6 separate regions of the Mus musculus genome follow, and all the other regions are linked to region 1. A link is a contact called in public Hi-C, HiChIP or PLAC-seq and promoter capture Hi-C data. All regions are on one chromosome and are shown on one strand. Each heading gives the region's core, a stretch centred on a gene start, on an enhancer-like site or on the middle of the called end of the contact. The rest is flanking DNA. Distances are from core to core; before and after follow the strand shown. Region 1 holds the start of Lsamp (limbic system-associated membrane protein). Region 2 overlaps Lsamp (limbic system-associated membrane protein). Region 3 overlaps Lsamp (limbic system-associated membrane protein). Region 4 overlaps Lsamp (limbic system-associated membrane protein). Region 5 overlaps Lsamp (limbic system-associated membrane protein). Region 6 has its middle 270 kb from the start of Lsamp.

The links. Promoter capture Hi-C pulls out the DNA fragments that hold promoters and counts their contacts. Hi-C and Micro-C count contacts between places; a contact is called where the count stands out from the background. HiChIP or PLAC-seq counts read pairs in DNA pulled down with a chosen protein or histone mark.
Region 2: a contact with region 1 is called in a promoter capture Hi-C map of hippocampal neurons, with 4 times the contacts expected there. The contact joins the enhancer-like site here to the promoter of Lsamp in region 1. A contact is called at or near these places in 1 of 39 promoter capture datasets (hippocampal neurons), 6 of 484 Hi-C or Micro-C datasets (cerebellar granule neurons, cerebellum, cerebral cortex and 1 more) and 5 of 115 datasets of contacts at active chromatin or transcription factors (SST interneurons, astrocytes, embryonic forebrain and 2 more).
Region 3: a promoter capture Hi-C map of hippocampal neurons shows a contact between it and region 1, with 5 times the contacts expected there. The contact joins the enhancer-like site here to the promoter of Lsamp in region 1. A contact is called at or near these places in 1 of 39 promoter capture datasets (hippocampal neurons), 4 of 484 Hi-C or Micro-C datasets (cerebral cortex, cortical neurons and forebrain) and 4 of 115 datasets of contacts at active chromatin or transcription factors (astrocytes, embryonic forebrain, forebrain and 1 more).
Region 4: a contact with region 1 is called in an H3K4me3 HiChIP or PLAC-seq map of embryonic basal ganglia, with 3 times the contacts expected there. The contact joins the enhancer-like site here to the promoter of Lsamp in region 1. A contact is called at or near these places in 6 of 115 datasets of contacts at active chromatin or transcription factors (astrocytes, embryonic basal ganglia, embryonic forebrain and 3 more).
Region 5: a contact with region 1 is called in a Hi-C map of cerebellum, with 1.8 times the contacts expected there. The contact joins the enhancer-like site here to the promoter of Lsamp in region 1. A contact is called at or near these places in 2 of 484 Hi-C or Micro-C datasets (cerebellum and cortical neurons) and 4 of 115 datasets of contacts at active chromatin or transcription factors (embryonic basal ganglia, embryonic forebrain, forebrain and 1 more).
Region 6: a contact with region 1 is called in a Hi-C map of cortical neurons, with 2.6 times the contacts expected there. The contact joins the enhancer-like site here to the promoter of Lsamp in region 1. A contact is called at or near these places in 22 of 484 Hi-C or Micro-C datasets (the AML12 cell line, Sertoli cells, cerebellum and 13 more), 6 of 115 datasets of contacts at active chromatin or transcription factors (astrocytes, embryonic forebrain, embryonic hindbrain and 3 more) and 1 of 9 other capture datasets (adipose tissue).

What each region holds. Positions count from the first base shown.
Region 1 is chr16:41,530,941-41,535,828 of GRCm38.p6, reverse strand. It overlaps Lsamp (limbic system-associated membrane protein), which reads right to left and starts at 3,003. Exons shown (of 7, transcript NM_001347236.1): 1 at 2,298-3,003. The coding sequence starts at 2,452.
Region 2 is chr16:42,014,416-42,019,303 of GRCm38.p6, reverse strand. The region is part of intron 3 of Lsamp (limbic system-associated membrane protein); the gene reads right to left. Gm52229 (splicing regulatory glutamine/lysine-rich protein 1-like) reads right to left here. Exons shown (of 1, transcript XM_030249356.1): 1 at 1-4,888. Among named protein-coding and RNA genes, the nearest start is that of Gm52229, 52 kb to the right of the region's middle. Within about 2 kb of position 2,148, at least 12 of the 459 cell types and tissues checked have an H3K27ac peak or open chromatin away from gene starts, as enhancers often do. A contact at or near this core is called in cerebellar granule neurons, cerebellum, cerebral cortex and 1 more, where this site is marked.
Region 3 is chr16:41,994,617-41,999,504 of GRCm38.p6, reverse strand. The region is part of intron 3 of Lsamp (limbic system-associated membrane protein); the gene reads right to left. Gm52229 (splicing regulatory glutamine/lysine-rich protein 1-like) reads right to left here. Exons shown (of 1, transcript XM_030249356.1): 1 at 1-4,888. Among named protein-coding and RNA genes, the nearest start is that of Gm52229, 33 kb to the right of the region's middle. Within about 2 kb of position 2,239, at least 11 of the 459 cell types and tissues checked have an H3K27ac peak or open chromatin away from gene starts, as enhancers often do. A contact at or near this core is called in cortical neurons and hippocampal neurons, where this site is marked.
Region 4 is chr16:41,901,393-41,906,280 of GRCm38.p6, reverse strand. All of the region lies in intron 2 of Lsamp (limbic system-associated membrane protein), which reads right to left. Among named protein-coding and RNA genes, the nearest start is that of Gm46551, 53 kb to the right of the region's middle. Within about 2 kb of position 2,365, at least 17 of the 459 cell types and tissues checked have an H3K27ac peak or open chromatin away from gene starts, as enhancers often do. A contact at or near this core is called in embryonic basal ganglia and forebrain, where this site is marked.
Region 5 is chr16:41,869,161-41,874,048 of GRCm38.p6, reverse strand. All of the region lies in intron 1 of Lsamp (limbic system-associated membrane protein), which reads right to left. Among named protein-coding and RNA genes, the nearest start is that of Gm46551, 21 kb to the right of the region's middle. Within about 2 kb of position 1,983, at least 6 of the 459 cell types and tissues checked have an H3K27ac peak or open chromatin away from gene starts, as enhancers often do. A contact at or near this core is called in cerebellum, where this site is marked.
Region 6 is chr16:41,256,677-41,261,564 of GRCm38.p6, reverse strand. It overlaps a transcript of Lsamp not described here. Among named protein-coding and RNA genes, the nearest start is that of Lsamp, 270 kb to the left of the region's middle. Within about 2 kb of position 3,019, at least 6 of the 459 cell types and tissues checked have an H3K27ac peak or open chromatin away from gene starts, as enhancers often do.

The DNA.
Region 1 (4,888 bases), core at 1,754-4,253:
CAGCTAAGAAAACAAAAGTAACTCACTCTATAGTTACTTCTGATAGAGCTCCACCAACCTCAAAAATAAAGCCTCGTCTCAGTCAGAGAAAATAAAAAGGAGGGCATGTTAGGTGAGGTCTGGAGAAGCAATGGATTCCCATAGGTGACTTATTTGCATGTTGTTTATCTGTCTTCCTTCTCCCTGGGAATAACTGGTGTTGGATTTGTTCCCTTTCCTCAGACTCCATTTCTACATTGTAATATCTGAAAAACTGTGATAATTAAAAACAAAACAAAATTCCAAATTCTTTGCGCAATCATCATGCAAACACATATCCATACCGTACAGATCTTTTTGTAATGAGAATGCCTCTTCTAGATGTAGACATCTATGTGTTCCCTACATGGAAGTGCCAGCATCCATTTATTCTGCTCATTAACACGTCCATGTTTCTCTGACTGTACCTTAGGATCCTGTGCTGCTCATTTACAAAGACATCAGGAACTCTTCAAAAATTTAAATCAAAAAGTTTTATACATTCAGAGTAGACCCATTTCTCACCTTTAATCTTGCAATCTTGGGAAACAAGTCACTTCTAGGGCAAGCATAAACGTAGAGCTCTGCTGCTAGTAAAGGGTTAAGGATGTTAGGGAATACGAATGTCAGCAGCTGAGAAGGCATGCTTGTGTGTTTGCAAAAATATTTTCTGCATTATGTCCAAATCCCTTTGCAAACAGATAAATTACTCTATAAATCTTATTACCCCGTGTGGATAAATCACAAATGCAGGTTTACAAAGCTAGGGAGCTACAAGGGGAAGTCCGCTCTGGTTAGGAGGGTATTTGGGATTCATAATCACTCAAAGCCCAGGAAATGAAGAAAGAAGTACTCACACACACTATCATGTGCTCACTCTTTTGCCCTCTGGAACAACACATGTACCTGTACATAAAACACACACACACACACACACACACACACACACACACCCCTAAAACATGCCATATCACACCACACACGATTTCATCTCTAACAAGGCTAAAGGGATCCCAAAGCAGGACATTCTGTGACAGCCAACCAAATTTATTTCTGAGAAAAGAAAAGAAAACTTTGCTGCTGTAGGCAGCTCTGCCACAGAACTGCTCCCTGATGCCCCGGGGTTTATGCACTATCAGCTCCTTGCACACAGATTAGAGGTTGATTTTCTATGGCATACTGTTTTTTATTGCCCCAGCCAGCAATATTACCTAGATAGACAGACCAACACTGGGTCATTATATTTGGAAGAAATGGGATTTTAAAAGATCTCCTAGGAAAATACTTTCTCCTTTTCTCCTCTTTTTCTATTATTATCTGCCTGAGAGTCGAATAAAGCTGGGAAGGGAGAGAGGAGAAGGGAAATAGAGGAAAGAAGCTTTGAGCTTTAAGGAAATGTAGTAATGACAAGGTATCATCCAAGTCTCTCTACCTTAGGAGGGTCAAACTCTCAAGGACTTGGGAAGCTTTTCCAAATTTCCATCCCAAATTATATTGCGGAGCTTGGCAGAGCTGCATAAGCATAAGACTTTGAACTCAATGATCAATTTGTAGTATCTAATGTAATATCAGGTTAATGCCTTCTCCTCCTCTGTTTAAGTTTTCTATTCTTAACGGCCTGCCATTAGGCTGGATCCTTTCCTTCCGTTCTCTCATTCTCGTGTTGATTTCTGTCCACATTCCCAAAAAGCCTCAGTAATCATCCAAAGTTGTAAGATTGATTTATTGCCTATGATGTCAATTCAGAGATCTTTACAGAAAGTCTTCTATCAGAACTACTGCTAGGGCAGACTGAGCCTTGCTGAGCAACACACACACACACACACACACACACACACACACACACACACACACGAACAAGAGAATGCAGCCTTGCGTACCACGTTTTGAAAGCCATAACTCAACAACTCTTGTGTCTGAATAGAAGAATCTCAACAAAAGTCTAAGTGCCAAGCGTGAGCAATTACCACAGCATGAATACAGCCCAATGCCACTAATGCCATAGATAAAGTTCGGCTTTCTTGACTAGAGAAAACAACATTCAAAGAACGGAACAACATTCCAAAAGCACCCTTGGCTCTTGACAGGGACCAGACTCCCTTAAATTTTGTTCCTGGCTAAATCTTCAAGTCGATACAAGGGACACACACACACACACACACACACACACACGCCCACTAACCCAGGGCAGCTGGAGTTCACTATTACACACACACACACACACACACACACACACACACACACACACACACACCAGAAAAGTTGCTCGCAAGCCCTACCTGAGGATGGCCGTGTCCCCCTGTCTCACGGTGATGTTGTCCGTGCCTCGGTTAAAATCCACGCTGCGAACGGGCAGTCCTGTGGGAAGAAGGCAGAGCAGTCTCAGTAGGACCAGCGGCAACTGTTTCCGATCGGGCTGAACTCTCCCGACCATGGTGGCCTCGGCGAGTTGGTCCGCGGTGGACTCGCGTGTGCGCGCTGCTGGCCACGGAGAGGGGCTCTAGCGCGCGGGGCTCGCAGCCACTGCCAAGGCTGCTCGGGCGGGTCCAGCGCGCACTCCCTTCCACTTTGCCTTGCTCTTTCCCTCGCTTAGTCTCTTTTCCCTCTGGGATTTAACAAAGCCCTCATCAAATCCAAGCAGGAGTCGGGGAGAAAGTGGAGGAACAAATTTTCCGAAGGAAGAGTGCAAATATAAAATGCTTTAATGATGAGGAGGCGACTGTCAATGGCAGGGGTGCTTCCTTAGACTCTCTGTAGCTGGCTGCTTCTCTGCCAGCGTCTGGGCTGAGCTGCTTCCCTCTGTAACCCACTTTCCCAGGCAGCAGGAGAGCCTGCCAGGGAGAGTAAAGAAACAGCCTCTTGCAGCAGCAGCAGCAGTAGCGGCAGCAACCCAGGAGCTCTCTCCCCCTCCTCTTTCTTGTTTCTCCCTCCAGTCCCTGTTCTCTCTCTACTCAGCACCTCCCCCCTACCCTGCTGGTTTTCAACAGCCCCACCACGTCATCCCCTCCTCCCACCCCTCAGCGTGGCCCCTTGCTTTGCACAACTGCCCTCTTCACCAGCAGCCAGCCTCAATGAAAGCCTGATGCGCCTTTGGGTTGTCAGGACAACAGCTCCATCTGAGGCCTGGCTGATTTCCTTAAGAAGAGGGGATGGGGCTCAGAGGTACTGTTAAGACAGGGAAGGGGAGGTGGACTTAAGCTGTAAAAGGACAGGAGAAAGGGTCCAGGAAAGGAGAGGGAAGGCATGGCAAGAAAGAAATGCAAACCTTGACAAATGGAGTTACATACACATGGATAGGAAGGCATACTGCAGAATGGACCAGAAAAATGAGAAAGGATGAAGAAACTAGCCAGGCTGAGTCTCAAACTGAAAGCCAAGGTTGGTTTCAAAGTCCTGGCAAATGGCTTTCCACACTCGCATGGTATTCACCCTTTCTCCTCTCCTGAAGTATTTAAAAGGTTTATTTTCTCTCCCCTCTTCATCCTCCTCCCCCGCCACCCCCTCCAAGCCCCTTATGAAAGATGGATTGGAGACAATGCTGGCATTGAGTGGCTCGGGGTGTGAATGCTTGTCTTGTCTTTCCCAAGTGCCAGCCAAAGCAGCTGAACCTTGATCCCCATATCAACCTCACTCTCCAGGAAACCCACAGGCAGACACCTGAGGGATGGGATTCGGGATTATCATTCACATGGTCCATTGCAGCTAGCTCGCCAGGTTTCTAATGCCACTGGCTTCTCAAGAAACCCAGCGATACAAGGAAGTAGATCTGAACATTTGTCATTTACAAGGAGATCTAAGTCTATAGATAGCACTATACTGAATGCAGATGCCAAACAGGTGTAAGGAATTAGCACTTGTCACTCCTACACAGCTACCCAACCTAGCCAGTGCTGTCTGTAAGGAGTAAACCCACCATAGTCACTCAAGGGAGAGTTTCAATGCCAGGCAGCTCCCTCAGCCCTGAGGCTGGAGACGGGATCAGCTGAAGACATCTCTTCTCTCCCGAATATCCTCCCTCTCTCAACACTCACAGAGTACAAGAGACAGTGTTATAAAGTCTACAAAACAAATTATAGTCAGCTTTACACAACTGACATTGCAAGACTCATTTCCCCAATCAAGAGACAGCAAATCCTTCCAGGTTCGAGGTTGTATGTGAAAGAGGCAGGGGGTAGGAACAGATATGTAGTTTCCAGGTTTGAGCAAGCAAATCACCCTCAGACCCCAAGAATAAGCAATTACCCTTGGTTTCCTTTTGACTTCTTGGTACCAGCAGAGCTTTGGAATTTCACCTGTTTCCTCTGTGATAGCAAGGAAATTTGACAAGGGCAGCTGTACCTTGTATCTTAGTAAATGTGATAAAACATCCTGGCCAAACACAGCATGGTGAGGACGGACAGCTTTGCTGGCTTACCCTTCTACATCACAGTCTACCATCAAAGAAGCCAGACAGGAACTCAAGGCAAGAATCTGGAGGCAGGAATAAAAGCCCCTTGTGGCTTGATCAGCCTGTTTTCTTAAACAACCCAGGACCATCTTGCCCAGGTGTTTCTCCTGCCAGTAGTATGGAACCTCCCGCCCCCAATAATTAAAACAGAAAATGCCCCATAGACTTGCCTACAGGACACATTTATGGAACCGTTTTCTCAGTTAAGACTCTCTCTTCCCCAGCATAGCTAAGATTGAGTGAAGCTGAGGAAGCCAACCAGGCCACATGGTTAGCTACAGACACGTGCAACCAAAAAAATCATAGCAAGAGGAATAAGCTGTGAAACCCCAACAGAACTCAAGCCCTAAGGAGTCACTCACAGATGGTATTTGCCTTGTCCCCCAGAATATTTAAAGGATTTTTGGACAGTATTTTATTAGT
Region 2 (4,888 bases), core at 899-3,398, 480 kb before region 1:
TGGGTTTTGATACACAGATTTCCACCCAAGCACCGAAAAACAAACAAACAAACAACAAACAAACAAACAGCGCCCCCAAACAAAAACAGTACAAACAACAGTAAAGATTAGAGTTTTCATATAAAAATTAAGTTAACACTGAAGATAAACAATCAAACTGAGGCATATCACAGGCTCACAGTGGTGTCCCCTGTCAAACTCAGGCTACCTACACCTATTGTACTATATGATAACATTTAGGAAGTGTTTGAGGGCTCCGCCACAGCAGTTCCCTATAGTTGTGTAAGAGGCTTACAATCAGACCAGAGGAAAGACTGGGCAAGAGGCTGGGGTGACTGAGATCAGTGATTGGAGTCCCTTCTGTGTATTCTGAATCAACTGTGTTCTTGGGTTGAGGATCTTCATCCTTTCAACTCTAATTTCCCTACAGCCTCCTTGAGAGAGCAGCCATCCTACTATTGTGCTGCTTCTCAGGGCTTTCTAGACATAAAGCCCACCATTTTTGTTTGCTTTGAAATAGGGTCTCCTATGTAGTTCTGACTTGACTAGTCTGGAACTTGCCATGTATATTAGGCTGGCCTCAAACTTGTAGAAAACCATTTACCTTTGCCTCCATCCCCCATCTTCAAAGCCTTCTTGTTCTTGGAAGTTCCACTTTAAATACAATCTCAACAGCCAGTTATCTTAAAGTCCTTGTGCTATCTTTGAAATTTGGTTTGTAGAAAGGAAGACTATTCTGTGATTTTTTTTTCTGTAAGATATTTGTCCTATCTTTGTTTGTTTGGTTTTGTTGTATTTTATTTTATTATTCTCTAAAAACCGGGTTGTTTTCTAACAAGAGGCAGACAAAGGGAAGGATTTTGGAGGAGTTGAAGTAAGGGGAGGCAAAATTAGAATATATTGCATGAAAAAAAAAACCCTATTGTCTGTAAAAACAGAAAAAAAAAACAAAAACAAAAAGAAATCTTTAAAATGACAGCAAAAACAGATATGATGATTATTTTTGCAAAATAGCTTTCAAAAATAATACAGTCTCCATTTGTACCTACATCATTTTCTTATGTTACATCATTGTCTACTAACTTTATGTTACCTGTGTTTTGCCCATCACTTTAGCTTTCTTAGGAATGGAGTAACAGAAGAGGGAAGGTGTTCTGATCCCTGAATGGGAGAGGATAGGACCAAATTGTCAGAAAATGTAGCAATAACCAATCTGGTCCTATTATAGTTTTGAAGTGAATGTATTTTTATTTTATAGACATGCACATATTTAAGCTTATATTTTATTTATTATTTATTAATATTCAATTTTTTAAGTAAATTTAAATTTATGGAGAATTTGAGGACAGCTACATATGTTCTTGGGTTGCCAAGTTCTTTGCCTGGTAATTTTATAATAATATAAAACTGATATAATGAAGATCAATGAGGGTAACAATTATTTGTAAGTAGCATGGTGTGATGTTAATCTTAACAAACTTAAATACAGGTTCAACCTTATAGCTATGTTGCCAATGACTACTTTCAGGGGTCATTTCTTAATGGCAACTTAGGACAGTGTCCCCCCCCCCCCCCCGCAATGGCACACATTTAAAAGTTTCAGAGGCATTTGTGCAATTTCACCCTGAATCTGTTACTGTCCATGGTTCTTCTCCCTTTGCTCAGACATTGTAAACCTTGGGGGAAACATGAAGAGGAGATGGAGGGCAAGCTGGGGATGCTATGACTTCCTTGAAGGTCAGCCAGCAAGCCAAGGGGTGGGATGGAATTAGAACTCACACCCCTCAATTTTCCAGGCTGTTGCTTAGCCCACTGAACCCCACTGCCTCTGACTTGGTGTATTAATAGAGGCTGGGGAACACAGATTGCTTGAACATATGGCAGAGAGGATGGGAAGATAATATTCTGCGGCAGACTCGCTTCTGCAGACGGGTGACTGCGAAGGCTGTTTTTCTGCACAGGGTTCAGCAACTGAAGCGTTAAACGCATTTTCTTATTTTTGTCTCTAAATGATACAGCTTTTCCCCTTGAGTGAGATCAATTTCTGGACATTCTTCTTGTCAGGGGAAGCTGGTGGAAGTGAGGCCAAGGGTGCAGGCCTCCCCATAGTCTGTGGAGAGGAATAAATAAGGCCCACGCACAACACCCTGCAGAGTACCTGGAGGGGTGCCTAATGACTGGCCAGTTCCACTTCCCTCACACACAACACCTGTGGTCGGAACAAGGGCTCAGAAATTGGCTCCTGATCTAGACTCTCTGTGGCTCCTTAATGGTAATGTAGAATATGGTACACATTTAATATGCCCTAGTTATTTCTTTCATTGCTATCACTAGATGCCACTAAGAATCAAGTCCAAGGGCTTCACACAATGCTCTGTGGAGGGGAAAATGTGAGTTTTACTCTTAGATTCTTTCTTGTAAGGAAGACAGCATATAGGGCTCATAATGAGGAAAAGAAAATCAGACCACACGAGACAGTGGTCAATGTACTCAGGGCCCAGGGGCTGGCAGTACAAAGACTTTAGGTATGATGTAAGGATAGGGCTTTCCAACCGATAGGTGATGATGCTCAGAGTCCCTTTTTAATGTTGTATATTTGATGTTATAATGGACTTTATATGAAGATATGTTTGGAAAATAGGGAGGTTTGTAAATTGATGATGGCTGATTGATACAACAAAATGATGACGTTCAGAACATGAATGTTAGCTATGCACAAAACAGAGCATCTCACTCACCCAGGGACAAAATGCCTGATGGGCCTGAGTTTATACATCTAGAATTGTGTCTACCTCACAGACTTGTGATGAGGCCTAACTGACTAATGCAAGGCAGTGCTGTTCGTTCACACTGCTAGACTGTAGGCACTCACTGAATGGAAATATTGCTTTAAAGCTGTCAGTACAAGTACTGGGTACTATTATTATATCTATCATAAAAATTGTATTAGGATTCCAATGGTAAAACCTCTATAGAAGAAGAGAGATCACACAATGTTCTGGTGGCAAAGGAGTGGGGAGGCAGGTCAGGTGGTCTTTCAGGGTATGGGTCACGCTGACTGGCTGAAAAATGGCCCAGACATAATTTTATTATGAGATACACTGAATCCCTGTATTTTGGAATATGCTATTTCAAGACTAATGAAGTAAAGATGGAAGTCAGAGGAGACCCTCCTCCAAGGTAACTGCTACCCTCCCATGCGGGAATGTGGACTCTGAGGTCTACAGAAGGAAACACAAGTAAAGATGCCTGGAAAAGAAAGCCATTTGCAAGCAGGTGGGAAAGGACCCAAGAAAAATTAGCATCCAAATCAGGTGAGATGTTCTTTAACGCCCATCTCCCCTAAGTATTTTGAGTTTCTCTGTGTAGCCCTGGTTCTCCTGGATCTCACTCTGTAGACCAGGCTGACCTTGAACTCAGAGACACCCTTGCCTATGCTTCCAGAGTTCTGGGATTAAAGGCCTGTGCCATCACCATGACTACCACCATCACCTACCTAAATTTCCTCTTCTTTAAGCAGCCCAGACTGTGGTACTACGCTACCACAGTGCTAGTAAACCCTGGAGAATTCACAAGTTAGCATAACAGCTTTTATTTACCCACTGGAGCCAAAGGATGCCATTGCCTACCCACTGGAGCCAGAACCTGGCATTGCCTGGAGATTGGAGTCACACTTCTCCCTCTACAAGCAATGCTTTGGCGTTTGCTGAGATCTCTCAGGCAGGCCCCCAAAATCGGTGCTTTTATTTTCTCAGCTGACATATTGCAGGAAGCAATTCCTGAGTGCTGTCCCTGTTCCCCTCCTCTTGGAGGGGATGTAATGGCATCTCCAGCATGTTGCTGGTATTGCCATTGAGCTGATCCTGCAGACTCTTATATTCTGCACCCCCTCCCCCAGGGAAAAAATAATTAGAAGCTTATCAATCAGCTTTCTATGATATAAACTATTACCTGCCAAAATACTATCCTGAGCATTCTGGAACCAAAGGTGAAGGAAAAGCAAACACAAAGGACATGAACAGACAGCTTTTTCTGTTTTTAATCAATTGCACCCCAAATGAAGCAGCGATCAAAGAAAGGTCCTCCGTTAGCTGTCAGGTCAGTGACTTTGATCAGCTGATGTCAATTACCAGAGCTGGGTAATATCTCCCCAGCTGTGGCCCTCCTACCGGCAAAACTGGACTGCTCCGTGCAAGCCACATTAAACCTGTCTGCCATCCATCCCTGGCTCTCCTTTGCGGCAGCAGCTTAACAAGACAAGGGAGGGAGCATCACCAAGAGGCAAATACTATTTTCCAGGAGGCCAGGATGCTGAGAGGTGAGCAGGGTAGAGAAAAGCAAGATATAGGCCATTAAGCAACAGGGCTTTCTCATAAGACCGTTTCATATTATCATTTCTATGCAGATGTGTTTTTCAGCCTTCTAAAGTGAGGAGAGGCAGCCGAAAATAACGGGCAGATCACAGCCAGTTGGCTATCCTCCTCCAGATTGGAGGCCACGACCCATTCTCATTTTTTTCAGCTTTTGTAAAGGTGAGCTTGAAGCTTCCTTTAAGAAATCATGAAAACACCACCACCACCACCACCCCACCACCACCACCAACACCACCACCAACACCAACAACAACAACAACACAGTATTTTTTTCACTTTTCGAGACTCAGAAAAAAATCCGGCTTGAAACAAATTCAGTTTTTGTCACCCTTCAGGTAGCTAACTAAGCCCAACCCCCCACCTTCCTGCTGCTGATGGGGTGGAGCCTCAGCCCCTAGAAAAAGGACCAGAAGAATCCCCAAAAGAGTTCCTCAACGAATACCCTACAGTAGAAAGGAGAGCCTTAGTTCCTGATGCTCCTGCCCCTCCCTTTCTGGAGGCTAGCTTTACAGATT
Region 3 (4,888 bases), core at 990-3,489, 460 kb before region 1:
ACAATTCATTACATATTTATACAAAGTTGGGCCTCTTATAATAAATTTGGCAGTAGGTACTATTATAAATTCACTTATTTGTTTTTTTTTTTGACCATCATTGACCATGTGATCTTATAAAAGTGTGTAAATATTATAATGCCCGAAAATACATTTTGCAAGTCTATTAACCCTTCAACTTTTTGTGGAATTTCCTTCTATCTGTTATTTTGTGATCTTATTACATATCTCATTGCTGTCTTCCATCTATTCTCTAACACCTGCAGGTTGCTAGACATATGTAATGAATACTGATTGAATAGTATCTACATGATCTGAATTCTGATTGGCTAGTCATCTAGAAGTAGAAAGGTCACCTGAGTTGTGTTGCACTGGCCTTATTTACATTTTCTGTTGCTGTGATATAAGATGCTGAAAGAAGCAGTTTTTAGGAATGAAGGATTTAGCTGGAGGGTGGAGGGTGTCGTGTGTTGTAGTGAAGGTATCAGGGTGGCAGGAGTTTGGAGCAGCTGGTCACATTGCATCCACAGTTAGACTTTCCCATTTTTCATAAGGTCCAGGACCCAATCCCAGGGAACAGTGTTGCCCAGTATGGTAGATCTTTCTACCAGAACTAACTAATCATGATAATCCCTCACAGGCACAAGCACAGGCACCTGAAGAGATTAACCTAATCTTAGTAATTCCTTAGTAATTGGAGGCTTGTCTCTAAGATGATTCTAGATTGTATGGGCTTGACAATATTAACAATTATAGTATTTTACTCAATATTGTCCCATGATCTCTTCCTTTACCATGACAGGCTCCACTCTCCAAATACTGATCTCTAAGAGACTCTAACCAATGCCACAAACAAACAAACAAACAACAAACAAACAAAACCATATCTGCACATTCAAATTTTAGCAAATGTTTCTCCCCTAGTTCCTTTTCCAATGTTTACCTACGTAAATTATCTTATTCTTTCTAAGCATGAAGTCACAAGAAGATTTGAGCATATATATATAAAATCTCAATTTCTGTGTGGCTAGGTATGCACCAGTGTTGATGATGGAGGCTTTGGCAATGAGAAAGTATGAGTTACAGGTCCATCGAGGACATACTGTAATCACTTCTGCTGTGGGAAAACAATTTTTCATAAGAAAAGAAAGATAACGCGGAGAATCAATGACTCAATATTTTATTCTTGAAGGAAGGAAAGACAAAATATAAAGAATGAAATATTTACCGACAGGAAGTTAGGAAGTAAATACAGAAAATACAGATGGCATGACTCCAGTCCAAGAGCTCTTTGATAAGGTCTCACTGGTCTAGATGCTGAGCTCTTTGTCATCTGGATTTCTGTTATTAGCCCACATTGGCTTGACATGGCATCTCATGTGACAGAGATTATTTATTTCTCCTTGTCCCCTCTTTCTCTCCCTCATAGTCAGAGCCAGGGTCGGGTTTTGTTGTTGTTTTGTTTGTTTGTTTAACTTTTAACTGCTTACTCACTTTCTGTTTTTCTGCTTGCCACTGACTATGCTGGCTTTAGCATCCCCACTTTGTCTCTCCCCTCCCTCTTTCTTCCTCCTCCCCCTGCCCCCATGGGCACACCATTATCTCTTAACCAATCATTGTCCACAGAAACTTAAAAAAATAAAAAGAAAGAAAAAGCCCATTCCTAAGGCAAAAGTCTGAATAGCTTGCTAAAGAGGTCAGCTGGAATTTTCTATAAAAGTGATGCCATGGAAATTCAACATTTCTATATTCTACTCCTTCCTTGATGCCTCTGCCAATTTAAAAATGCCATTTAAAAAAAAAAAGCACAAATTAAAGGCTGCTTTTTTTTTCCCAGACACCAAAAGGAAAATGTAGTGGCTCACTACAGAAAAATCTCAACATCCATGTGGCATTTAGCAGCATCAATGAAGCAATGGATGACTAATATATGAAGTGCATTCTGATTGGGGGTTCCCTTTTCTTCAGTAATAAGGCAAGTGCAGTCAATAACTAGTACACTGAGCATTGCCCAGAAAGAATGTTTTCCATGAAGAAAAATTAATACTGTACATCCGCAGCAAAATACACAGGGAGAAAGACAAACCCATGGAAAGGCAGAATATGGCAAGGCCAGCCAATTATTAACTTGTGAATGGTTCTTCAAATTGGGGTTTTCAGAGATAAGTACTGGATAGGCAATGATGTGTAATTCTGGATGTGTGCACAGGCAAAGGCAGAACCTGCTGCATGTCTGCATAAGGCCATGATGTTAAGTGCAGGCAGTGGGAAGCTACGGATGGTGTTGAAATGGAAGTGACATATGGCAAGGCTGTGTTATAGAACAATCACTTGACAGCAGAGTAGCAACAGACTGGAGGAATGTCAGACAGGAGGTAGGTAGGAAGCTCAGCTTGGAGACTCTTGCAAGAAGCTAGACAAGGCAGAAGAGATAGAAAGCCTTGAGGGGAAGTCATACAGTCCAAGGGATATTTACAGCAAAAGCTTAGAGACAGTTGGGGTAGAGGCAGCAAGTGGGAAGAGTCTCAGATGGAGAGGGACAATTCTGGCTTGCTGGAAAGAGGGTGTCTGCCTTTTAATAACAAAGAAAATCCATAATTAGAAGGGGGTATGAATGAGAAATAATTGTTAAGCTTTTGGCATATTGAATGTGAATTTATTTGGAGAATTATAAGTGGAGATTTCTTTTTGTCTTTCCTTCTTTCCTTCTTTCCTTCTTTCCTTCCTTCCTTCCTTCCTTCCTTCCTTCCTTCCTTCCTTCCTTCCTTCCTTCCTCCCTCCCTCCCTCCCTTCTTTCCTTCCTTCCTTCCTTTCTTCCTTCCTTTATTCTTGTAACTTTGGTGTCAAACCCAGGATAAAGTTATAAGCCTGATACTTGTTTAAATGAGACCATGAAGAATAGGTACAATATGAAAGATCCTTTACTTTTGTGCATCTTACAACAGCTAAGCATTTATTAAGGATCCTCATGAGATACAAGATTAGGGAGACATGTGGGCACAGCTGAAAGGAAAACAGAGCCTTGTCCAAGTGCTCGTGTGTTCACTTACACATGGAATAGATGACTAAATGCTTCCTGCTAAGATTATATGATTTCTGCTAAGACTTTAGTAAACTATGGGGACTGGATATGGCAGCTATGGTAATGGAAAGCCATTTTTTAGTGTAGTTCCCCTAAGTCATGGTGGAGGGGGCAGGATGCATGGTGGCATGATTTAGAAAGTGATGCATGCGTTGATGTGTGTAGAGTGAATGTGTGAGGCTTCTGCTCAGACTTAGGGGAAGGAGGCAATCTCAGTAACATGAGCAGCATGAAAGAAGACAGAGACAGAAGAGTACACCCAAAGAAAACATGGTGTGAGCTTTGAGCACACATGGGAAGCATTGAGAACAGGCTAATGTAGACTGGGCTTAGAGCGCACTTTATTCTCTAAGCAGCACTGAGGGAATAAACTCTATGACAAAGTTACACCGGCCAGAGAGTTTTCAGTCACAAATGATCCTGGTCACTAGGAGGAATGATTGGTTACAGAGATCCCGAAACTATGAAATGTGTAGTGAAATTTAGGGTTTCACCTGACAGCTTCTGATGAGTATCCCACGAAAGAAAAAATCAGCAGCAGGAACAGAATGTTGATGTAATAGCACTGTCCAAGATGGTACTGGTTTAGTAGTCACATTGGTGAGCTACAGAAAGGTGTGTAGCTATTTAGAAATTTGGTGCTTTGAACGGTATAAAAGTCAGCTGCTTCTTGATTTCAAGTGGTAAGAAATTGGGTTTTTAAAAGACTAAGGGTGACAAAGAATCAATAAAACCTGTTCATTAATTAAAGAGCTCAGAGGGAAGATCGTGTTATTGGTAGGGGCACGCATAGCAAGAATTAAGCTAGTTGGAAAGGCGATGTCGGGTTTAAGAAGCAAAGGATGTAAAACAAGCTTGAAAACAATTCCCCAGAGGAACATTGAGCAGAGTAAATGGTACCCGTCACTGATTGCAAGCCAATGTATCAGTCTACTGGGAAGCTGAGGGAAACACATCTCCCAATTTTGTCGCCTGACCCTAAAACCAAGAATGTTTGAGAGGAAAATATAAACTTTTAGTTTTATCTAGTTGAGAAATTTTATAAAATTTTTTAATGCTTTTGAGGATTTTTGTACATGGATACTAAATTTGACATATTACCTATCTTTCTTCTAGCTCCTCCCATGCTTCCCTCAAATTCCTAATCTTCTCATTAATTATTATTGTTAACACACACACACACACACACACACACACACACACACACACACTGTCTATGTGAGTATATGTCAGATGTGTGAAGGTGTCCAGTAGAGGCCAGAAAGGGCATTCAAATCCTTGGACTTAGAATTACAGGCAGTTATGAGCTTCCCAAATATAGGTTCTGGGAACCAAACTTGGGTCTTCTGGAAAAATCAGAAACTTCCTGCTCACCTGACCCATCTCTTTAGTCCCTTGATCTCTCTCTCTCTTTCTCTCTCTCTCTCTCTCTCTCTCTCTCTCTCTCTCTCTCTCTCTCTCTGTGTGTGTGTGTGTGTGTGTGTGTGTGCGCGCGCGCACGTTCGCACATTTAAAACTCTGGACATCATAACATGAGAAAACAATGAAACACAGAAGGGTAGTGTCTAAGAGGAGGATATTTCCATGTTCCCACCTCAGATACAATGAAGGAATGAGAGGTGAGTGAGAAGCCTTATTCTCCAGAAGGAAGACTAAAAAGAACTCAGAGGAAAAAATTGAGCAAGAGCATAAAACCAATGTCAGACACCAATCATATCTTACTATTAGATGAAAGGGGGATCATTCATAGTGATCGATGCAATCTTGGAATTGCTTTGGACCACAGACCAATATGTACCTTCTTTG
Region 4 (4,888 bases), core at 1,116-3,615, 370 kb before region 1:
GAGATTGATATTTTTATTAGATATTTTCTTTATTTACATTTCAAATGTTATCCCCTTTCCTAGTTCCCCTCTCGAAAAATCCCTATCACCTCCCCCCTTCCCCTGCTCCCCAACCCACCCACTCCCATTCCAGTCCTGGCCTTCCCCTATACTGGGGCATGATATATCATTTGTGATGGCTATAAATTCTGGAGAATAATATTCAAAGGCATGTCACTAATTTTTCATACAACTCAGTAACAATGGCTTTTATTTGCTGTAAGTGTCTAGATAAAAGTTTGTAATGAACTGTACTGTGTAGGTCATTGAAACTGTACACTCATCCATTGGGTTCTGGCTGGATAAATGCAGTCTAGCCATGGCCATTACACACATCCAGTACACACTAGATTTGTAATAATCAAGCCATCTATCCATCCATTTCTAAAGTTTTTAAATTATTCCATAGAGACCATAGTATCTAACACCACATGTCTCACAGGTATTCAAAACACAAACCTGGAAAATATTTTGTCAAAACAGCATATCCAGATGGCTATTTCCCTGACAACTCAAATTAAATATACCCCAGGGAACTGCTTGCTACTCTTTATTTATAATCCTCTCTATCCGGGGAAGTAGGATGCTATCAACCAAGTAAACAAAAGATTATGGAATGAAGTTTTTCATTGAATTGCTATCGTGAGCTGGCCTAAATCACTTTTGTAAAAAGTGGGTGAGCTATTTAGTCTCTGTCTCCATTGTTTCCTCTATCAAACAGATGATAATATTCATCCTAAAGGTTTTATGCAAAGCTTTAACATAATGAACATATTCAATGTCTGGTACACATAAGAATGTCTTAGTCTGCTCAGTTTAAATTAATAGGGTAGACTGTAGTTTATAAAGAACAGAAACTCATGTCTGTCTTCCAGGTCCATGGGCTGGCATGTCTAAAACCACGGTTCTGGCACGTTTGGTATCTGTTGAGAACAGCTTTCCTGGCACACAACAGGAATTTTTCACTGTGTTGTTATGTGGTGGATGGAGGAACTTTTTGAATTTCCTTTATGATGGCTCTAATTCCATTCTTAAGGAACCTGTCTGACTACCTTCCAAGGAACACATCTCTACATACAGTTTATAGTAAGATTCTCCATAATGGGACTGTCAGACCATATTGGAAGTGCCACGGGGGGAGGGGGGGGAAGTCCTCTTTAAAACTCTTCACCATTCTTCAGACAGATAAGTTTAGCCTGCTGAAAAGCTGCCGCTATTCACTCGTTCAAATTCTGGTCTGATTAGCCTTTTAATGATAGCATTCTTTCATAAAATTGCTTCTGAAAACTTTCTGCTTTGGGGAAGTAGAGGAACAATTCAGCTTATTAAGAGCATATTTTGCTCTTTCAGAGGACCTGGTCAGGTGTCTATGACACACATGATGTTCCATAACCATTCATAGCTCCAGTTACAGCAGGTCTGATGCCTTTTTCTGAAGTCAGTAGGCACGGAGTATGGACTGAATGCTCATACATACATGCAATCAAATACTCATACACATAAAATAAATAAAGCTTTGAAAAGTAAGCAGCCCACTCCACAATATCCTTTTCACCTATCATCCCACCCATCATTTTCAAAGAGCTAACACTTTTAAGTCACTTTGTTATTTTTAGTCTCACAAGAAATGGTTTCCTAGATTCTCAATGACCTCAAAAGTCCTTATGTGACACACCTGCCGAATACAGCTCCTCCTAACCACCTGCCTCTCTCTGTTTTCCTGAGACTATTTCATCTCAACATATTCACTGTTTATCAATTTTCTAACCCTTCAAGACACACTTTTAAAATCAAGCCTCTTTATTTTCCTGTTCAATAATCACCCCACAATTGTTCTTTCAAAAATTTTGGAATCTTACCTGTCCCAGGATATTTGCGGTACTGCTCTTTACAATGGATTACTGTGGCTGAGAAGATTATATATCTGGTTTAGTAGAGTGGTTCTGACTTCTTTTGCTCAAATATCAGTGGTTCCCTTCAACGTGCCAACCAAAGACTTCTCATTTCTAGGCTTTCACATTGACAAACCCTCTCTCTTTAATGTCTCTCTATCATTTTGTGATGCCAAAATGCAGGCTCCTGTACCCTCCCAGAGAGAATACAATGTTTCTGCCTCAAATGCTAGGCCATGCCTACAGACATTTCAAAAACATTAAGGAAGTTGATGAAAATGGAGACAAAATGTGGCATTACTGGCTAACTTGCAAACCTTGGGAAAAAAAATCTACAATTTTCATTTTACCCAAATCAGTTCTACCATCCCATGCCCAGAGGCACCCAAGCAGCAAGCTTATACACACTGCTGTGAATGTAGCCCTCATACGGCAGCCGAGGTATATAAATATGCAAATCAGAGATGTATACAGAAACAGCCTTCCAATCGGGAACACCAGCTGTCACAGGCAGCAAAATCACTCCAAGGACTTGGCACTGGTGAATTGGCAAATACCCCCTAGTTATTGCTGCCCCATCAATCATGGGCCATTTGGCAGGGCAGCATTCTTGAACAGGCATAGTCTTCCTTTTAGCTCAGGGAAAGAACTTTCTCTAAGGCAATGAAATAAAGTGCTGTAAAATTTGATCCAAGTATCTGATATAGGGAGTTATTGATCATATCTAGATATAAAATTCTGTATCTTTCCATTATTTGAAAGAAATTACACCACTTCCAAATAAAACAAAAGCACCAGGCTAATGTTTTGTCTGTCTTCACTAAAGAGCTGTTGGGAAAGATTCTGCTGAGATATGGGAGACAAGCAATGTGCACAATGCAGTAGTTTGTTAATTTATTTTTTAAAGACTGTTGAAGTCCATCGATCCTTAAGTTATCATGCGTGGGTATGAAACAGAAATGGAATGGGGAAGAGGAGAAAGATAGGGTACCCCGATGTCTACTCTAACTCTAGTTTATCAGGAGAATGAATACGATTTTTGCTTCTCAACAGTCAACAAAGGAATGGTTTACAGGCATCAAGGCATTCTGAGAGAAGTAAATATGTCACTGATTTTAAATAGCAGTGTTATCCAGCAGAGAGCAAATCAATGGAAGTTGCATAGGTTTTCAGATGCTTCGGGATATTAAAGAACAGTCCCATTTCCCCCCTCCATAAACCATTCCATCCAGAAGAGTAATTTAAAATGAGCCATAAATCGTTATCAGCTCAGCAACCAATCAGCACTCAGTGAAGTTCTACCTCCCCTTCCCCCCTCCGCATCCTTTCCTCTTCCTTGACACAATCTGCTGTGTGTTCTTTTTTTTTTTTTTTTTTTTTTTTTTTTTGCTCACTCCTAGGTCTGCCCACTATAGCTCTTCTTACTGGCTATGTGATAGAAAATAATAAGTTTTCTATCAGATTTAATGTAGAACTCTAGCAGAGACCACTCAAATTGTCTTTAGAAATTTAAAAGTACTCAGTGAATATTAGCTTGATGGTGCTCATTACATTCTTGAAATGAGTTGATAATACTACTGTTTCAAAACAGAGTGAATGTGTATGGATAATTACAGACATGTGTTCCATGCATGCAATGGCAGAGGCTTAGAAGAATTACTATGCATAAAGACTGAGCTTTGCCACAACCATCTCTAAGGCATAGCTGGGGATCTGCCTGGTTTGTGAGCATAGATAATATCTCACAGAGTATCAATATTCATGCATTACCAAGTATTTTCTGATTCTTCAATTTCTTACTGACTGTGATTTCCCATGTGTGCTTAAGCGTGGGCATGCAAGCATGTGTGTGTCTGTGTGTTTGTGTATCTGTGTGTGCAGATGTATTTGCCTGTGTGTTCATGTGCGGGACAGAAGTCAGCTAGTCTTCTCCTCCTTTGTTTGTTTGTTCCTTCATTTGTTTTTTGAAGCAGGGTTTCTCTCTGTAGCCCTGGCTGTCTTGGTACTTGCTCTGTAGAACTACCTGACCTTGAACTCACAGAGATCTTTCTTGCCTCTGTTTTCTGAGGGCTGGTATTAAAGGTATGTTTATCTACCGCCAAGCCTGGTATTTTCTTTAACCTTTCTCCATCTTATTTTTTGAAGTAGAGTCTATCACTGAACCTGGAACTCAAAGCTTTAACGTTACTGGTTGGTGAGCAAGCCCTTGGAATCTGTGTGTCTCTGCCCCTCCCACTCCAGGGTTGGAGGTCACAGATGCTAATAACTGTGTGCAGCTGTTACCTGTTAGGGATATTAGGGAGCCACACTCAGGTATTCATGCTTATGCATGAAGCACTCTATTCACTGAGCTGTCTCTTCAGCTGACCTACTGGCATGCGTAGCATCTTGGAGTCTGCATCCCTGAAGAGAATTGATGATCCTTCCCACAATAGCCAGCAATATCTTTTAAAAGAGATAAATGTCCCTTTAGTATACTGAAGGACTTGGTTTGAGACAATAAGCTTAAGTGACCCATGGATGTAATGCCCCTTTACATGTCTAAAATGCCAATGAATCCTGTTTTTCCTTGTCTGTCTTATTTTATCTAAGATCATATTGTCTAGTAGTGTGTAGTTTGCTTTATGTGAACACTCTCATTCTTCTTTATGTAATATTTCATTTCTCATAAAGGCTATGATTCCATTAAGTGCTCACCAACTGATCAACATCTAGGCTCATTCCACATTCCAGTTGTGAGTTGTGCCGTAATAAACACGGACATGGTCTTCTTTCTTTGTCATGCTGACCTCATTTTTTTTTGCATATATACCCAGAAGGGAAATTGCTGTATCATATGGCAGTTCTATTTTTAGCATTTTGAAGGACCTCCATACTGTTCTCCATAATGGCTGCTCTAATTTACATCCCCACCAACAGCGTATGTAGAAGAGTTTCTTTTTCCTCCACATGGTCTC
Region 5 (4,888 bases), core at 734-3,233, 340 kb before region 1:
TCAGTAATTCTAATCTTGTTCTAATGTTTCCATGAAGGAGTGACCTGAGAGTGCAAAAATCCTGCAATTAGGACAGAAAGAAACTTAATACATAAAGGTACTTACTTTGTAAGCCAAGCCTGGCAACCTGAGTTTGTTCCACAGAACCTATGCACAGATGAAGTAGAGATGCACATCCATTCCAAGTTGTCCCCTGACCTCTACAAGTGCCCCATAGAGCAGGCATGTCCATACCCCCTTTATCTTAAACACACACACACACACACACACACACACACACACACACACACACACTCATATCGATGTATACAGAGTTGAAAACCCTGCAGGTATTCAATATAATAGTGTCTATCCATACCCCCTTTCTCTCTCTCTCTCTCTCTCTCTCTCTCTCTCTCTCTGTCTCTCTCTCTCTCTGTCTCTCTCTCTCTCTCACACACACACACACACACACACACACACACACACACAAACACATGCTCATATCCATGTATACAGAGTTGAAAACCCTGCAAACATTCAATAGAATAGTGTCTAAGAATCAAGGTAATTTCAAAACTATTATTTCCCATGGATCTACCTCTGTGTAATTCAAACCTTGGAAGCTTATTGAGGGTAAGAACATCAAACTTGAGAAATTTGCTCTAGGAAGCTAGAACCAGGGCACAGTCGGTTAGAGGATATATTTATTCATTAACCATGATTTCTCCTCAGGAGTCCCAGGTGATTTTTTTTCCTTGAGTTATACAGAACCATCAACACCCACCCCCAGTCAAATCGCTGGTCACAGAGTCTAGTCTCAAAGTTTCAAAATCTCTTAGCTGTTTTCACTTACTGATTTCTCCTAATTATCAGCTCTTAGCAACAAAAATGGTCAGAGGGACATAAAGCAAGATCAAAAGATACATATTCAATGCAAAACAGCTCAGGTTGGTAGCCCCAAGCAACAAATAGTGCAGAACTGTCTCTATTGTATAGGAAAGGATGTTACTGCAAGGCTAATGTTGTTAGATGAAAATCTGCTTAAGGCGATGCTTAAAAAAAAAAAAAAGAAGAAAGAAAAAAAAATATCAACCTCCAGCAAGCCAATAACAAAAGCATTACAGACATTCATTTTATGTTTTTCTCAGCCGCTCACAGTCTTTGTCCATGCAGAGAAAATCTAATATTATGCCAAGATGCTTAGAGGAGATTAACAACTTTTCATTAGATACTAACTTCTTCTATCATATTATTTTTTTCCCCTTAAACACCAATTTTTAAATAACACAAAGGAACTGATCAGGACAAAGATATTGTGTAGAAAATAGTGCTTATTCTAGTGTGACCCTCTCGCAAATCACCCATCGGTGACATTTCACTAAAATGGGGGTGTGGGGGTGTGGAATTAACTCTATTGCATTATTCTGAAGTCTGTAGAGCTACTATGTCTGTACCAAAATTTCTTTAAAAGTTCTTACAATAATACTATTCTCAGTCAAGGTAAGATGAAAAGGGAAGAAATATATATATATTTGTGCCATCCCTAGTGCATCCAGCATCCTTTTTCTCTAGCAATTTTCCCAAAATCTAAATCCAGCTATGGCAGGATCACAGCCTTCCCATTGAACTGCTGCCAGGGGTGTGCCAGGTATGCTCAGAGCCGAAGCCAACCTTCTGAGCAGGGCGGAAATGTGTTTGGCCACCGCAGCACATGGTAGCACAGAAGAGCCAGCTCTGTAAGAAAAACCTTTTGTGAGTTTGACTGGCATGTGAGTCAGCTGGTATGATGGAAGCATTTTGGAGGGCTTGTGAGAAGTGGTTTTTTTTTTTTTTTAAACCTCTGACATGGCAGTGGGCAATGGGTGGGGAGTTGGACCACAACTGATTATATGCAGTCCAGGATAGAAGAACAAAATATCGCCAGCCACCCCTTTGAGAAGGTTCCAGCCACAGTGCTGTGTGATGCGAAGGACTAACTGTTACAAAGACACTCCCCACCCCAGCCCCTGTGCAGTCTGTATGTGCACTGCCAGGCACTGTCACTGTCAATAGAAACAGTTTTGTAGTCAACTATAGAATGCTGGCTCCGAGCTGCTCTGCAGCCATGCAGGCACTGTCATTTAGAAGTGGGAGCACAGGTAGCTAACTACTTTTCTTTGATCGATAATAAGTTTTATTTCTACTGACAGATGCCTCGTAGCAGGTACTTCTTAATATGTATGGGTTTCTGGATTTTCCCTGACACTCAAAAATTAATTCTTCATTTTCATCAATGCATTTATAATGTTTCAAAAGTTTGTTTAGAATCACCTAATAAATACTAATTTCAAAATATTCCTATTCAACATCCTTAAACCCTCTGTAACATGGCAGCTTTTTATAATTTTTTTACCACTCTTTTTCTGGTTGTTTCTTCCTTCTTTCTGTTAACACTAAATTTTGATCACAGGTCAAGAAAACATTTAGTTCATTATATAACATACATTTGAACGCTGTTTCTTTTCTGTTTAATTAATCCTGCTAATTTACCAATTAATTCAGCTAATGACATCCGTTTCCTATTCACTACCCTCCTGATAAGAGTTTCCTAAGAAAAGAGCTACGCTGGTTAACTGTTTTAAAAGTGTTTCCAAAAGGGTTACAGCCGTCGCTCTAATGGACATTGGCACGAAATCAGGGGGACTCTAGTTGCCTACGCAAGCTGTGCCTCAGCTCCCCAGACTGAGTTTTCAGAAGCAGAGTTACAGAAATGCACACAAGTGTTCAGATAGCACAAGACAGAGCCTCCTCCAAGATGCCAGTGATGATTGCTCAGTGGGATTTACCTAGATGTAAGCCATGGGCTCTTCATGAGGACTGCCTTCTTTCAGGGATAAGACTTAACTGAATATGGAAGCAAGTTACATCCTAACCTACAATACTGAAAAATTATGGCAAGTAATCAGTATTTTTTAAACAAACAAAACAAAGCAACAAAACAAACAAATGTGCACTTTTGAATAGAGCAGTCAAGTTCAGCATGGGAATTTCTCTTAGATGTGTGCATCTTAGGGAAGAGACACAGCTGATCAGAACCAGCTACTCCTTCTGTCATAACATGCAGCTGTGCCTAACCTGATAGACACACACACACACACACACACACACACACACACACACACACACACATATATATATATATATATATATATATGATGGTGGCTATGATGAAAGATCAGATTTCAGTTGAGCTACACAGTCTGCACACAGGGTAAGTAGCTGTATACAGTGTCAGTGTACCTAGCCAGTTCATGCTCACTACCATTAGAGCAGAGAGGGATGTATAGAAGGACAATGGACTTCCTCATTACTATAATAAGAAAACTAGAAAGATACCTAGGAATCAGAATGACTCTATCTGAAGAAGCTGTTGGTTTAACAATGCAATGTCACAATCTGTATGCTTTAATAGATGGCCTTTACGATCTACAATTCAACCTTAACCCAAAGGTTTTGGTTAAGAAAGAAACTGACTAGGGCATTTGTAATGAGAAGGACAGGGTCTGAGAGAAGCCTTTAGGGAGAACTTGTAGTAATTAATCAAAGAAGGAAGGAAAGTTTTGTATAGAAAGAGAGCAATTAGGGGAATTGATGATCTATCTCCCCAGGGAAAGTTCTCACAGATCCCTGGGTACCTATAGTTGAAATGACTTTTAACTGTCAAATATTAAGGGAGTCTCGATATTTACGGACAGGTCTTTAAACTTTCTGTGGTTCTTGGAGGGAATTCTCTTATTCTCTTAAGTACCAGTGAGTTCAAACTTCTGGAGTTCTAGAATCCAAATTTTTTTCCCTGATATATTCAGGCACGTAGAGGAAAGGCACAGTGCTGCATCACAAGTATGCCTGAGATTTTGCTATTGTGTCACACAACCTTGTCAGCTAGGATGGTCACTTTGGAGAAGAGTGCAATGGAGTTGAAAAAAATCACAATAAAACAAAATATCCCTCCTAATAGTTTAAATGAGTTTTCAATTTTCTGTTGAGCTACTCTCATAACTATACAATAAGTAAAGAAAGCAGGAGAGAAGAATACAAAACAAAGAAAAAATACTACAGAGACAAATTAATCTATAGACTGGGAAGGGGAGGGATTGGAGGGAGGGAAGGAGAAGGGGAGGGAGAGAGGGGAGAGAGAGAGAGAAAGGAAGAGAGAGAGGGGAGAGAGAGAAAGAAAGAGAGAGAGGCAAGAGAGAATATTTCAGAACAAATATTAGAAAGAATTGGGGTTTTTTGAAAGCTGATATGAAATGCAAAGATCTTTCATGTAGATCCAGAATGTTTATAAAATAGAAAAATAGGCGTGCTCACATTCAGAAATCAAGCTCTCTTGATTCACCTAAGCCAAGCCTTTCTTCCACCCACTATATAGGAATATTGCCACCTTTTGCTTTATAATTATAAAATAACATTTGCTCTGCATTAAAAAGTTGAGAGAAGTATAGACAAATTCTGTCATAGTTCTTATAAGGTTCATCTCTGGTGATTCCTGTTTAAACCCATATTTGCAGTCATACCTAATTTTATTGGAATTATAGTGGCATTTAAATTTATATGCTTCTGAACTTTACTTTTAAAAGGACTATATTTAAGTAATGCTATAATTATAATATAATATAAATTCCCTCTTAGCTATTTGCCATCCTCTCCTAAAGGCATTCTCATAAAAATGGGAACTCAGAACAATCAGTACTAACTCCTGCTTAGTGTTCAATGAATGGGTCAGGCTGGGCTTCGATATCTACTTAGATTCAAACTTCAGCTGAAGAGTCCTCAGCCAACTCTCTTATCCTGACTCTCTGGATTCATAACTGGCTCAAAAATAATCTTACTGCTGGGCTATGCTCCCAAGATATGCTTGTAACCT
Region 6 (4,888 bases), core at 1,770-4,269, 270 kb after region 1:
GTTTGTGGTAAGACTAGTAAGATAACCAAGATAACCTATGCATCTTTTCCTAGATTATATGAAAACTCAGAACCAAGAGGTTTATTATTATTATTGTTATTATTTTTTATTTATTACTTTTTTTTCGACACAGGGTTTCTCTACATAGCCCTGGCTGTCCTGGAACTCATTTTGTAGACCAGTTCAGAAAAATGCCTGCCTCTGCTTCCCGAGTGCTGGGATTAAAGGCGTGCGCCACCATGCCTGGAATTTACTACAATTCTTAATAATATTATTAATATTATTTTCTGAATGCTGGTTTGCTTAAAGTGTGTGCACTGGCAAAAATTCAATCAAGAGTTACAAACCTAATCTGTGGTTGGGACAAAAGTGAGATTTTTGAAGTGCTCCTATCAAAATCAGGACTGGGATGAACTTCTAGATGAAGTTAGAGAGTTAATATTGAATCCTAGGGGGGAGAATAGAAGGTCTTGATGACTATTAGAAAGAATAAAGAGGAGAGAAAGCACCCCCCCTAATGGTATCACATCCCATTCAGATCATCAGAGTCAATCTTGTTGATTTTAAAATAGAAACTGCCTGTGCTCATCTTCTGAGTGCATAAATCAAAGTTTAGAAGTTGTCCCACCTCCCTAAGGGACTGTCCAGCAGGAGGGAAGCATATTCTGGATGTGAGAACTTTTCATTTTCCATTGCACTCTGTCAGAGGTCCGGTATCTAGAAGTGCTCTGGCACGAGTCAGAACCGGTTTCAGAGCCAATGCTCTTTCTACACAGTTGTACACTGCCACGCTTATTTTGGATGTTAGTTCTTCTCTCTATGCACTGATGATTTTACTCCCATGACAATTTCCATGGGGTTAACATCTTACTCCCATTAAATGGTAATATATTGGGTGTATGTTGAGTGATAAATGCCTCTAACACAACTAGTCAGAGTTACCAGCATTATATTATCTTTTTATGCTCCACCAGCATTTTCTTCTAGTGAATATCACAGCTGCCTTCATTTTCTTGTCATTTTAGTGGTTTTAATGTGCCTGGCTCACCAGCACATGACATATCAATGTGTTTGCTTTCTATTTTGTAACAACAGAAACAAGAACTGCACCAGCCAACATTTTTGTTGACCTGAGCCAAAGGCTCTGGATTTCTTATTCTCACAGGTCACCTGCGTTAGAAGCAGGAGTTAAAGTATGAGGTTTCAACACATCTTACCTGAATTGCTTCAAAATATGGAGCTCAGGAAGTGCCCTGATACCCCAAGAAGCCCATCATCTTTTATCCGAAAGTTAAAGAGGTTTCTTAGTGTGTGAAGATAAAGGATGCTCTGAGAGAATATGAACCAGTGAGAAAAAGAAGACAAGAAATAATAGATGCCTTAGACCAGAAAGAAATAGAAATGGAAGAGAAGAAAATGGAGGGTAAAGAATGGAGAGAAAAATATAAAACAAGAGGAAATGGGATATTATAACACAGAAATAGCTTATGTAAGATTATGGCAAATATTTTCTAATTGGATTTAAAGTTTGCTACAAAAGAGAGAAGTTATACCTTGCACCATTATCAGGGCCAAGAACCTGTGCCTAGATGGGCTATAGGTCCAAGAGAGAACATTATAGGCATAGTATTAATCTCACTCCTAGTGACATCACTATCGGGACATAGGTTATTGCATCTCCTCACCATCATCCATGTAGATTCATTTTTCCAATTTTCTTTTATTGAAAATAGCCTTTTTTTCTTATCCAATATATTCTGATTATGGTTTTCCCTTTATCTACTTCTCCTAAATCCCTCCTATATCCCCCCTCCCATTGAATCCACACCCTTTATTTCTTTCCTTGGAAAACAAACAAGTGTCTAAACAGTCTATTTTACAGTAGATACTGAGTAGCACAGAAATACATCTCTGGTCAACATGGAGGTCAGCATAATAAAGGGTGTCACTAGTTCATGCTTCTTCCAGGGCTTAGGCACCACCTTGGCAGAAGAACAGAAAGACTGCAAGGGCTAGGTAAAAGGCTTACATAAGCACAGTGCAGACCAACTTCCATAATAAAGAGAAGAGGTAAGCATAAAGTCCTACTCCTAATTGACTACAATGAGATGACAGCTATGGGAAAGGGAAGATCAGATTTTCTTAAGGTGTGAACCCTGATGGGTTGCTCATGCTCCAGGGGGTCATTCATACCCAAGAGTATTTGGGCAGCACAGTACTCCATTGGGGTGAAATAATGATAGGAAGTTGGATAGGTAAAGACACAAGGACTGATCTTGAAGGAATTGGGGGTGAATGTGAGAGAGATACATTCTATGAAATTCTTTAGAATACAATAAATATATCACTTGAATGGAGAACCAATAAAAATGAACCTATAGATAAAGAGAAACTAAAAATATGCTGTCGAGAGTAGTGAGCACACGTCCCTATCTAATTATCAGAGAACTTGTTTGATGTTACCTAAAAATTAAAAATTGCTTCGATGCGACCTTCAGATATTTCTTTGATATGTCAAATTTTTGCAGAATGAAGATGTAACTATGGAAGCACGCATGCGGGCTAGTTCCTTTCATCCCCTACTCTGATCTCCCTGCCCCCACCCCATCTTCAGAAGTCTGATGATATAAGAAAAGGGGAGGAGGAACCCGAGTGATGGTTAGCGGGTTCCATTTGTTACTGTATTAGTGGGGCCGGGAGGTGCGGCAGCACTGTCTGTGGAATAAAACACTCCAATAATATCCAGGACAACAATGGCCGTGCCTGGCCTTTGAAAATAACAGAGAATCAGATGCTCCACAGGGCTGTAATACAGTGAATCAGAGGAAATATCTAATACTCCACGGGACAGTAATGCAGTGGATCAAAGGTGATATCTAATACTCCACAGGATTGTAATACCTATAATTTAAGTGACGGGCAACTAATTCCATGCATCCCTCCTTGCATGTAAGCAGAGAAAGCAACACAAGAGCAGTTATTTCTCTATGCACCACACTTCTCAGATTTTCAAACCTCCCTTCAAAGGCATCTTCAATCATGAGATGGAGGCTCCCTCTACTGGTCGAATGTTTTCTTGCAGCAGGTGTGAGTTCTAACCCAATTTGGGTTGCCAATGCCTTGTGACTAATGTTTGACTATGGCTAATGAAATAAGTGCAAGGGATAATATCTGATTAATATACAGTCACACATTCAGCGTGTCACACACATATGCATACAGTCAAGCTGACGCTGTGTCATAGGCAAAACCCACATAAACAACCAAGCACACACAGCCATTCACATCCTGCTATTCACACACTTGCAGGGATCTGCTAAGAATGACAGGGGCTTTGGCTCAGCAGTTTACAGTTTTTGCTGTTCTTTCTGAGGTCCCAGGTTTGACTCCTAGGATTTAAATGGAAGTTCACAACTATCTGTAATTCCAGTCCCAGGGAATCTGACATCCTCTCTTGTCCCCTGCAAGTTACAGCGTGCACATGATACATAAACATACATCCAGGCACAACATCTGTATACATTAAAAAATAAGAGCTGTGACATCTATCATCTATTTTTTATGTGCCTACTGCTGATGTGAAGGAGCTTTTGCATCAGGTAAAATAAAAGTTCAGGCTATATTTTCATGTCGCCCCGACTCACATTTACAACATACTTCTCCAGTTACTGAAGTAAAAGAATGATTTTCCAATGTGTACTACTTTAAAGTTAACTTCTCAGAATTTTTGGATTCTTGATTTTAGATGGAACGAGAAGATTTTCTAGACTCGTCGAAATGAACATACAAAATATCTGTGAATGACACATAATTATTTCTGGCACAATAGAAATTCTCTAGGTAGTGAATAAATGATCAATTTTGTCTTTGTCTCTGACCTTCTTTAGTGAACAGGTCACCATTGACATTCAGCTAGAAATGTGAGACGTTCAATATTTAAAGCAGGAAAACTTGAATATCTTAATTAAAGCATCCTCCCCAAATTAATAAGTATGTGTACAGCATGTTTTGTAACCAAGCACTGGATTGCAAGATAGGCTAAACACTGACTATGAAGACATTGTTGGTTGAACTTTTCCACCCCTGCAGGACATCTGGAGAACAGCAAGTGCTCCTCTTCCTCTGTCCCTATGCTTTGGCACTCCTATTTCTAATGATTGCTGTCTTAGTCAGGGTTTCTATTCCTGCACAAACATCATGACCAAGAAGCAAGTTGGGGAGGAAAGGGTTTATCCGGCTTACACTTCCATACTGCTGTTCATCACCAAGGAAGTCAGGACTGGAACTCAAGCAGGTCAGGAAGCAGGAGCTGATGCAGAGGACATGGAGGGATGTTCTTTACTGGCTTGCCTCACCTGGCTTGCTCAGCCTGCTCTCTTATAGAACTCAAGACTACCAGCCCAGAGATGGTCCCACCCACAAGGGGCCTTTCCCCCTTGATCACTAATTGAGAAAATGCCTTAGAGTTGGATCTCATGGAGGCATTTCCTCAACTGAAGCTCCTTTCTCTGTGATAACCCCAGCTGTGTCAAGTTGACACAAAACTAGCCAGTACAATTGCCCAGTAAGCACAGGCTCGATTACCGTTCATGCCTCATTCATCACTCATTCATTTCTGAGAAGATGCATCTGCTTTGGTCTGGACAGCTGTGACCAAGCCCATGCTCCTTTCCCCAGCTTTTCTCCCTATAGTCCTGTGAATGCACTTTGGTGGCACTTCTTTGTTATTAGTTGTATTTTTACAGTGTTGAGAACTCCTCCACAAGAGAGATGAAGCAAATATTGTGTTATGCAATTGTCGTGTCAATGTTTCTATTTTATCTTCTTCTCAAAATCTAGTCTCTCGTACAATACATTCTAAATAAAGCTTTCCCTCCCTCCCTCCACT